Linked DNA regions of Gossypium hirsutum: all the other regions are linked to region 1. A link is a contact called in public Hi-C data. All regions are on one chromosome and are shown on one strand. Each heading gives the region's core, a stretch centred on a gene start, on an enhancer-like site or on the middle of the called end of the contact. The rest is flanking DNA. Distances are from core to core; before and after follow the strand shown. Region 1 overlaps LOC107892018 (protein CASP). Region 2 overlaps LOC107892097. Region 3 holds the start of LOC107897679 (DNA mismatch repair protein MSH2).

Evidence for each region. Hi-C and Micro-C count contacts between places; a contact is called where the count stands out from the background.
Region 2: a contact with region 1 is called in a Hi-C map of leaf, with 4 times the contacts expected there. The contact joins two enhancer-like sites. A contact is called at or near these places in 13 of 34 Hi-C or Micro-C datasets (anther, hypocotyl, leaf and 1 more).
Region 3: a contact with region 1 is called in a Hi-C map of leaf, with 2.6 times the contacts expected there. The contact joins the promoter of LOC107897679 here to the enhancer-like site in region 1. A contact is called at or near these places in 2 of 34 Hi-C or Micro-C datasets (both in leaf).

The regions. Positions count from the first base shown.
Region 1 is chrD09:24,511,073-24,514,811 of Gossypium_hirsutum_v2.1, reverse strand. It overlaps LOC107892018 (protein CASP), which reads left to right. Exons shown (of 19, transcript XM_016816980.2): 18 at 342-434; 19 at 522-740. The coding sequence ends at 582. Among protein-coding and RNA genes, the nearest start is that of LOC107892018, 19 kb to the left of the region's middle. Within about 2 kb of position 1,376, at least 7 of the 9 cell types and tissues checked have an H3K27ac peak or open chromatin away from gene starts, as enhancers often do. A contact at or near this core is called in hypocotyl and leaf, where this site is marked.
Region 2 is chrD09:24,243,122-24,246,604 of Gossypium_hirsutum_v2.1, reverse strand. It overlaps LOC107892097, which reads right to left. Exons shown (of 14, transcript XM_016817088.2): 14 at 2,974-3,392. The coding sequence ends at 3,314. Among protein-coding and RNA genes, the nearest start is that of LOC107892097, 9.9 kb to the right of the region's middle. Within about 2 kb of position 1,979, at least 4 of the 9 cell types and tissues checked have an H3K27ac peak or open chromatin away from gene starts, as enhancers often do. A contact at or near this core is called in hypocotyl and leaf, where this site is marked.
Region 3 is chrD09:24,176,523-24,180,311 of Gossypium_hirsutum_v2.1, reverse strand. LOC107897679 (DNA mismatch repair protein MSH2) reads right to left here and starts at 1,683. Exons shown (of 12, transcript XR_005918577.1): 1 at 1,378-1,683; 2 at 1,192-1,241; 3 at 946-978; 4 at 1-302.

The DNA.
Region 1 (3,739 bases), core at 127-2,626:
TTTAACGCAGGATGATTGTGTAAGGTAGTTGACTTCATTCAAATGCTTATTATAGGTCAACTTTGGTCCGAGTGTTGTTCCCTGTCTAAAAATGTGCATTTGTAAATGAGCAGAATTTCTATGTGCATGTACCTTTACATTCTTTTGGGTGTTATATCCCTTCTATATATCAAATAAGAATAGTAGTAGCACATTTTTGTTGGCCCGTAGTTAAATTAATGTGGTCACCATTGTATAAGGGAGTCTGACGCAATTCTCTCCGTGACGTGTGGACGCAATAATACCTGCTTGCTTAGAAAGTTCGTTGATTTGCTAATGAAATACTTGGTTTGTAAGTGCAGGTGTGCTCGAACATTTGCATTTTTCTACACAATTGGTTTGCATATCCTAGTGTTTACTTGTCTATACCGAATGTCCGCTCTAAGCTACCTCAGGTGATAACGTGCCCTAATCATTACTATAACTAAGCCAGATTTCCTTTCAGATTAATCTGACTCTACATGTATTTTTTGTTAATGCAGCCATGGCTCTGAGGAAACTGCCGTCGTTGAGAAAAACTTGAACCTTCCGCGTGGATATTAGTGACATCTACCCTTAGCCATTTCTTCATTTATGGTTTGTTCTTGTGAGAAGAATATGGCATTGAAATTAAATTTACAGACTTAATAAACTGTACATGTAACACAATCATGTTATGTTCAAAATAGCTAATAATATACATCCATGTCTTTCGATCTTAAGTTTGTTCTCAACTTGGGTTTGTTACGCCATCCTAATTCCAGTGCACGTATTTTTCTTTTTAAAAAATTGAGATTATTGTCTTGAAAATGGAGGTGAGGAAATTCGATTTCAAAATATTTCTTTTTGAAGAAAATGCCATCTGATAATAATAAGATATTAAGGGGAAATACAAAGTCTTGAAACTAAGAAGAGATAACGCAAAACAGGAGGTTGAAAAAATAATACTATCGAAGAAATGAGAAGTCTGGGTAATCAAAGTCACAAAGCTTCAGCCAAACATTTCCATTCTTCACTGAGTAGACACCGAATCCAACCATTAGCTAGTTCAAGGTGTGTAAATACACACCATACTTTTTACTTATTTTAATATTTGTTTTATTTTTTGTTCTTATTCGTGAATACTATAAGTGGGTGACCTTCACTGTCCTTTCTTTTCTTTTCTGATGAGATTACTTTGGCTTCTTCACTCTAACTTCTCTTTCTTTTTTTCAATAATTCATATTTTTTTCTTTTTCCTAAACTTTTCTTCTTCATAACTCTACTATTTAAACTTTAAACCCTTCTAGATTGAGGGTGGGTGAGGCAGAGTAGACGGTGCTATCCTGGGGCTGAAGAATCTGATGGTCTGATGGGTGTGGGACTGTGGGGGGTGAGGGTCACGGGTAGATTTAGGACATTAGCTTTTAGTTTTCAAAATTTTAAATTTATTTTTATTTATTTTTTTCTGCTTTGGTCTCATAGTTGAAAAGAACCAGACTTTTTTATTATTGGATCGTTTTTCCAGCTTGACCTAATCCAGGGAGTTCAAAATTTCCAAAAGCCGGTTCGACCGGTTTTTCTGATACTCGGTTCAAAAGGATTTTTGCTGTTGAACGGACTGGTTACTTTTCCAGTTCCCAGTTCGACCGGCCAGTCCAGTTTGGTTTTCAAAATATTAGTATTTAGCCTTTAACAAACATGCAACAAGCGAGTTCAAATTAGCTAACAATCGCCAAGCTTGTTTTGCTAAGAGAGCAACATTAAACTTTTATATTTTCATATTTATGAATTGGTTTGATCCTAATTAGAAGTTATCAATTTTCAAATATGATAGATGTTGTTTCTATATTATTATAATTTTTTTATTTGAGTTGGTGTCATAAGTTAATCGGATATTAATTAAATTTGTAAAGGTTTAAAAGTTATTATTTTAAAAAATAACAAACATCTTTACTATAATTAAATTATTGACTAAATTAGTGTCACAAGCAGGATAGTCAGTACTATACCGGTGGACTAATCACTTTTTGTTTGGGTACTAGTATGTACCCGTATTGATATGTTTTGATGTATCTATTTGGATTTATCGATATTGACATGTTTTAATGTACTGTTTTGGATTTATTGATTTTTTAAATATTTTTTTACATATATACTCATTTTTAGTTTTTTGATAAATTATATATGCATTTAAATACTTTTCACATATATTTATAGTATAATTTTTTAGTTTCTTAATAAATTATATATTATTTTGTTAAAAAAAAATTATGTATTACATATAGATACAAATACATCTCCATTACATTCATATAAATATATTTATATGTAAATATAAGTTTAAAATTATTCATTAAGTTCAATAATTTAATTTAATAGCTTTTAATTTTAAATATAATTATAGAAAACTTAAAGTGGTTAAAATAAAAAATTTTAAAATTTTGCACAAATCAATAGGAGCCGGTATGCACCGATACAAACTGATATTGACTGAAATAGACCGAAACACACTGAAATGGTTGAGACACATTAAAATTTTGACCAAAGCAAAACAAAGACTACTTGGTACTGATTTAAACTAGGGGTGTGCAAAACTCGAATCAAGTCGAAGAAATTCAAAGTTTGAGTTATTCGAATTGAGTTGTTCAAACTTTTAAGGGTTTTTTTTTTAATTTTAGGGTTAGAGTTAGAGTTTTTTGTTAAGAATTAGGGTTTAGGGTTTTAAGAGTGAAATCGTGAAAGTTTATATGTAGATTTGAGGGGCCGCTGATGTGATAACGCGTCTTATAACACATAATTTCATATGTCGTGCTGGGATAGAACCATTACCTCAGAAACCCATCCTATTAAAGTCAGGCTTTGAGGTGATAGTGCTTGATACGATCATGGGCTGAAGTTTAAGTGGAGGTCCCAATCGGTGGCCATGATACGATCACGGGTTCGAGTATAACTAGGGGCCAATTGACAGTCATTATGTGGTCACGAGTTTAAGCTTTTTGGATACCTGTAAATGATGCCTTACATATACCATGCATAAGATTGAAGCCATAATCATCGGGAAAAGCAAAGGGCTTTCTAGTGTAATCAACATATATTTTTTTCTATTTCCAGGCCGCTAGTATCTTTAACCTTTCATTCTTAGCTGAAGGTTGACACCGAGGTGAACACAAGAGGACTCTTAGGCAGAGAGCAGATGTTCTGGCACAGTAGAGGTCAAACTCGAGTTGACGTGACAACAATTGTAGTTATTAATGGGTTATTTAATAACAACAACCATTGTCACCTCGAAAAGGGCATCACTTTTACTATATCGCAATAGTCGTTCCTCGCTTGAAAGTCCTCTTGCTTCCACGGCGGTGCCGACCTTTGAATAAGAAAAAAAGGTTAAATATACTAGCTACATGGAAATGGATAAAAAAGTTACACTGATTATAGCAGAAAGCCCTATATTTTTTTCCTATGATTATGCCATCAAACTTCTATATAGTATTTATAAGGCAATATCTCTGGGTATCTGAAAAGTTTGAGTTGGTGCCTGCATAATGACAGTCAACTGGGTCCCTCATTATTGTAACAGTCCGTTTTAAGTGAAATTAGAACAGTGGTTTCGAGACCACAAATCCGAGTCTGTAAGAAAAATTATTTTAAAATTATTTTATGGTCTACCATGAGATAAGAATATCGTATAAAACTTTCTTTAAGAGAATTTTATCGGTTACATGATTAATTGATAAAAGGA
Region 2 (3,483 bases), core at 730-3,229, 270 kb after region 1:
ATTATTATTGTTAAAATTTATTATTAAAATAAAATATTAATATTAAATAATTAAGCATATGTGTTTAATAATATTGAATAGTAATATTCTAATTCTTTTAAATATTTTTTAAAAAATATTATTAATATAATAATATTAAGCTTGATTAAGTTAATTTTTATATAAAATTATGCTCTTTTATGAAAAATGACTTACCTTTTTCAAAATATTATCATTTACCTTTTTCAAAATATTATCAATTTGAAGGAAAATGGACTTATTTTTCGTCCTCCTATGAGTCATTTTTATGAAACAAATACAGAAAAATGCAGAAAATATTTTCCATAAATCATTTTCCGTAAAACAAACGCACACTAAATTAATGTTATTTCTATTTTTCATTTTCTTTGAATTTATCTATTTGAGCATTCATGTCCAATACCTATTCAAAAATCAAATGTGGGTAAAGAGATATAATACCCTCCAAACACATGGAAAAACTTAACAGAAACAACAACAAATAAAAAATAAAAAATCAACATACATGCCTATATCTAACACTTACATTCAAATCTAAATAACATAACTTTCAAATCATAAATATCCAAGAAATCAGGGATTTCACCTTTCATCTATCATAGGGATTTCACCTTTCATCTATCATTAGCTTTCTCAAACTCTACTTCTTAAATTTGAATAAAGAGTTTTCAAAATAAATAATTATTCACAAAAACTAAATAAATAAAAAATAATGAAAGCTTGTATCTTTTAACCAAAAAGACACTAAAAAACACTTAATTGCAACGATAAAGGCTACAAAAAGAAAACTGTGATGGGATTTGAAGAAGCCAAAAGACACATTGTTCCCTAATATATAACCAAAGCAACATGAATCTTCAACTACCTATTAGAAGCGAAATATATAGCAAAATCCACGAAATTTTTCTACCTTTTTTCTAGCTTCTGCTAATATGCTTGAAAAAAACATGGTGGATACTAACAATTTGTCATTTAAAATCATCAAGTGAAGAAAAATTTGTGAAATTGCAGGAGACATGATTGTATAAAAGAAGGTAGTGGTGAGAGGATTTAGTCTCACCTTTATGTCAACACGCATGCCAGAAAGAAAGCTACAAGAAAATCACAAGCAATGCTTATTTTCTAAGAGCTATATTACTTAAACATATATGTGAATGCCATATATGTCAGATGGTAATCGTTAGATTTTTTTAAAAAAAGATTCACGTATTTGATGGATTCTTGAAAATTAAATTTTTGTACATGTGTTAAATATGAACCAGATACTTCTACATATAAATATAAATCGGAGCCATTCGGTTTGTGGCACATTCTTCCCAGATTGGTGGAGGCATTGAAAATGTAGTTAGAGGAAAACAATAGGTATGCATGGTCACATAGAACATATACGAATGATGTAGATATAAACCATGTGCTGCCACCTTTTTAGGTTCTTGCTTTATGGGGACAAAATCCCATTACCATGTATGATTTTATTTTATTTTATTTGGGTTCTTGGGCTCATTTATGGTAGTTTTATGGTTTACGAAGTGTACACTTTTTTTTTTTTTTTGAAATATACAAAGTGTACTCGAGGCTGCAAGAAATGTGGAAGAAACGACGTGAAGGGCTTATTTCCTTTGAATTCATCCCTCTTTGCAGCTTTGAATTTGGGGTTCTTTTGTGATTTTGATCGTCTTCTATTTGATTTAATTATGAAAGATTATTTATTAACATATTGAGTTTAAAAGAAAAAGAAAAGAAGTGTGGGTTATTTGTAGCTGTGAAGTAGTAAGGAAGAGGTGATTAGTTGGGCATGGGATTCAAGGTTATTAATTATTAAGGGCAGTGTTTGAAGTGACGTCTGATGAGTTTTAAGGTTTTATTATATCTGCATATTTGCCTTTGGGTAATAATAATGTAGGTTTTGGCTTCATCTCGTATAGATTGGAAATATGCAATAGGTTAGGCAAATGATGTCCTTGTCTCAATTCAGGCAGTAGGGAATATTAGTTTGGCCCATGAGGTCTGCGTTCCCTTCCCTGCCACCAATATTTGTAGATCTTTTTTCTTTTCATGGCATCATGCTTATTTCCGTTTTCAGAGTTTGAACGACACCGGATCTATAAGTCAATACAATTGAACTAAAAATTGACCAAAAGATCAATCTAAAATATAATTTTGAACCAATTAGATCAAAAATCAATATGAATATGAATAGATTGACCACTAGAAAACTGATTGAAACGACAGTTCAATCAAATTCCTTTAATTTTTTTAATCAAACTGATTAAATCATTAAACCAAACAAGATCAACCGATGAACCAATAATTTGATCGGTTTAACCACCAATCTAATTTAAAAAAACATTGTAACATTTTGAAAAACCTCCCATTAGGATTTATGCAAAGCTCTTATCTTTCCGGAGTTGTTTCTTGGGAGTTCATTACACTCATGATTATCTTTCTATTACATGGAAGAAAAAGAAAATGTGATCACTATGGTACATTCAAGACATGGGTCAAAAATAAAATTATGCTTAACTCCTTATAAACCAAATGAAGCTTTAATATAAAACGCCTTCATACAAATGTTACTTTTTAAATAGAAAATTTGTTAATGTCCGGTTTAAATAGATGATGCGGCCGAATCTAAAAAACAGTCGACCAAAGTCCATTTTCAAACATAACCCAGAATCCGACAAGGCATTGGCTTTCAGTAGAAGACGACGGATGTTCAACTCTGCTCATCTCTATTACACTATCCACCAATAAATGCCAAAGCCACTGCTACACCAACAAGCATCACATATTTTTCACATCACCCAATAATTCTTTTTACTTCTCTCCATAAATTTATCTACTAACCAACTTCAGGTCTGGTCTTGGGCACAATTACTACTTCATTCATCCCAACTCAAAAAGTAACAAGTTAAAAAAGTGTTTTGAGAAAAAGCCAATAAAGGAATAAATGAATACACAGAATAAACTGGCAAGTAGTATTAATTCTACAGTTTTACAATTTTTTGTTAAAAAAAAGGGACCGTAACATGTCATTCTGCACTACTGATCCAGTTAACAAGCTAGCAAAACCTTACAACCCCATGTCAGAATCTCATTCCTATCATGAAACTATATTTACATTTCCTGTAATTAGATATAAAATAACGGAGAAAAATCTTTTTGTAATTATAGCATGTATATTCTATATCTTTATACTAGCTCACGTCAATTCAAACTGGCAACACTCTAGTATGAGAACTTTATAAAAACATCTAACCTGTTAGGTTATTTGATATTTGCTCTGCACTTCCATTTAAACATCGTATACAGGTAAGCGTTCTTCGATGGAGACCCGACAGATAGGGCATTTTCTACACTTCTCGCAGCAGGTACTGCAATGCAAAGGAACTGATGAGCTTAACATAGAATAATAAAATAATATCTGATTAAGAGCGAAAAGGATTGAGTTTCATTTGGATACAT
Region 3 (3,789 bases), core at 434-2,933, 330 kb after region 1:
ACAACAACAGGTGTATCCTGCATCTCATTGTTGGCAAAGAGAACATCTTCAAAACTGCTCAGATTCCCAGGACTGGCACTTTTCATCAACCTCCAATTGGAGCCACTACCTTCATAGAGCTCCAGAGTGTGGTCTGTTCTCTCCAGGAGAAGATCACGGGTGATTGTTTCAAACATGTTTTTATTAACACTTACACTTGAAAGGCCATTCGAACCACTACCGAGTTGCCGGAGAGCAGTAGTAGTACGATAATACGTTTTTGCGATAAAGGTTGCATTTTCACCATGAGCAGTATAATAATCCTGTATATTCAGAAAACAATAGTTTGGAAATGTGGTGCTTACAATGAAAAGGAAAATAAAACTAGCATTATAGAACAAAATCAATTTGTACAAGTTTTAGAAACCTAATATATACATATGCATTTATATATATGTGTGTAATATGAGAATGTCTTGATGTCCGCTTGTGTATTTTTACAGGCAGCATTGCACATTTACAAATTCTGACAGAGATGAAGGTTGAAATGGTTGACAAGTAGAAAGGGAAAGGTACATATAAGAAAATGGGTAATTAGGGATAGGACATTGCAAAAATGGCAATATACTTTAGCATGAATAAATGGATTTGAAAAATATTTCCAAAACCGTCTGATCCTTTAAAAAATTTAACCATTTTCCCCTGAACTTCAGATAACACACGTATACGTATATAGCAATCTCCTGAAGAACAGTTATATGCAGACCATATTTCCATTTCCTTTTTTATATATTAAGAAATAAAAATATTTAATTTCAAAGACAACCCAACTGGCATTTCTTAATATAGGTGAAAAATAAGCACCCAGTTCTCAAAGCAAATTATTTAACCAATAATCATAATTGAAGTAAAGACAACATAAAATTTTACAACCCACAGTGGTAAAGACTATAAGCCTGAACTAACCCGGCGATCAAAAAACCGAACAGCCCTTGGATCCTGTAAAGGAAGAGACCATATGATCAGGGAAACGAAATATAGTTCAAATTAAATCATTTTTTTCAAACTATATTAAGTATTGACATGGCATTTTCTCCCCCATTTTACCTGTTCTTGTTCGGTTTCATTATATAAGTAAATAAACATTAAAGGAAAAAAAACCATAACTAGTAATATAAATCCCAATAGATAGAAAAAGAAAAGGGGGCCTACATTCGGTAGAGTTTTGAAAAATGAGAGAAACCCTTGAGCCTGCTTAGCGTCTGTTAACAGTAACCCAAAAAAAAAACCAAAAAAGGAGAAAAGTATTATCAACCATAAATTCCTGGAAAAAAATTATCAAAAGAAAATTAAAAGTATCAAAAGAAGTTTCTAACAGAAAAAGGAGTGAGTGGGTACCTAGTTTGAGCTCTGGAAGCTTGTTTTGTTCATCAAAATTTTCATCCATTTTCGAGACAACTTACCAAAAAGCCCAAAAACAGGGGAAAAAAAAGAGAAAGAAAATTGCTACTTTTCAGCTTCAGAGAACAGAAACCAAAAACCTAATCTGATTCTGTAGAAAAACAAAAACACAAAACCTAAAATAAAGGGCCTTTTTCTGATGGCGGGAAAGGAATTGGCGGGGTTGTGAGAAGGTGTCTCCGAAGTACTCCATATTTCTTGGTTGTGTTGAAGTTGGATCAACCTGACCTAAGCTTGGGCCAAGTCCTGAAAACAGATGATAACTTGGAGACTCAATTTATAACTAGAATTGGGCCTTTCTTTCATTTCATCCACTATGCACAAAGCCACAAATTTGTAAGTATCTCAATTCTACTTCATATTTTCTTTTAGGTTTAATGCTACTTTGTATGTCCGTATCAAAATAATATCATTTGTGCTTGTCAATTTAATTGGTTTTTAAAAAATTTTAAAATTGATAATACATATTAATGATATATATTTATTGTTTTATTTTGAAGTCTCGAAATAGAATATTAAAATATTATAATAAATAAAGATATTAATTGTTAAAATAAATTGAAAAATTTAGATTTGAAATATTATATTAAAATGATTAATAAAAAGTAGATATGTCAATATTTTATTATAAAATTTTGTACTAGAAAATAAATTAATTCATGAAAAAATAATAATTAATAGTATTAAAAATAATTTTATTATGAAACATTAATTTAAAAAAGGAGTCCTATGAATTGTAATATACGTTCAAAAATTAAGTAATGTTTAAATTAATTTAATATAAGTTAATGTTTGATAAATTGAAAAATTAAATGCAGAAAAATAAGTGTTGAAAATTTTAAGTACTGAATTTAAGTTATAAAATTGTTTGATAAACATAAATTTTAAATTAAAAAAAATTCTACATTTTATCCTTAATTTTTAAACATTTCACTTTATTCTAAACAAAAATCAAATTTTAAACGTAAAATTTTTATTGGATAATATAATAATAAAATAAATAAAATAAAATTTAATTGATTGAATATATCCTCCATTAAGTGATAAATAGTTCTTATATACTTATTATTTTCAATGGTCTATCAAACAAGCCCTAATTTAAAAAACAATATATAAAAGAGAAATTTATCCAAATTGAAAATAAGTGCCTTAAACGAGGGAGTGTCCATTTGTTAAAAAACTATAATGTGAACATGTTTGTTTATTTCTATTTTAGATAAACCTTATAATATATAATATTAGTCTTCTTACGTGTGATGCACGAGTTTAGTGTATAAATTAATTATAATCCTAAAAGCGATGTAGATTTATTGAATTTGAATATAGTAATAAGTTAGTTAATCAGTAAATTTAAATAATTTAACATTTGCAAATGATAATATTGATTATATGATGAGAGTCTCAAGGCCCAATTTCGGACCTATGGATGTGATGGGCTTACACTACTTCAATGCCCAACAATAAGGTCAAAGGCTAAGTAAATCAAACCAAGATTTGATCAAAGACAAAATACGATGATGAATCTTTTCGAGAAAACAAGGACTGATACATGTACGGAATGGGTGAAATTTATTGAAATCAATTCAATCAAGCTGTCAATTTTCAAGCTGAAAAGATTAGTCAATTTGCGATGCATTTTTGGATGGTATCTAGGCATTTATGGGCTTAGATGTCTGCATAGAGTTTTAAGATCTATCTCTTAGTTTTGAAACAAACTTTGAATCACTCGATTTCAAGTTCAAGAGCTTAAGTTATGACTGTTTTAGTGAAAACTGCGCGAGCAGAATTTCTGAATGAGATTATGACGGAAATTACTACTTTTGGGCTTTTAATTCGAGTTTAAATCATATTGTGTTCAGTTTTTAGGCTTAATTTTTATTATATATGATCTCAAAATTGTATTTATTAGGTTTTATTATTTTATCATTTATTTATTCCGAATTTTGGATATTGTTTAAGTATTATAAGTTGTTTAGAAGTTTTTGTTTCATAGTCAAACAAGAAAATTTAGTTTAAAACTACTTCTTATTTAGATTAATTAGAGTTTCAGTATACTTTAGAGTTTTATTTGGATGTACTTAGTTAGCCTATATAAAGGCTTCTTCATTGTTCATTAACAGGAGATTGTTTTCATTAATTTTCAACTTTGAGAGTTAGTTTCTTTGTGCAAGATTTCTTTATTGTGATTTTTTAGAAGTAGTTTTCTTTTCGATTTTCTTCAAGGAGTCATGAGAATTCATTTTTCATCCTTCAATTTGCCAAGAATTATTTCTTGGAGGGTTGATTAGAGTCATTAATTGAGTTTGTTGGGATTTATATCTGAAAGGGTTTAGTTGGACACTTATCCAT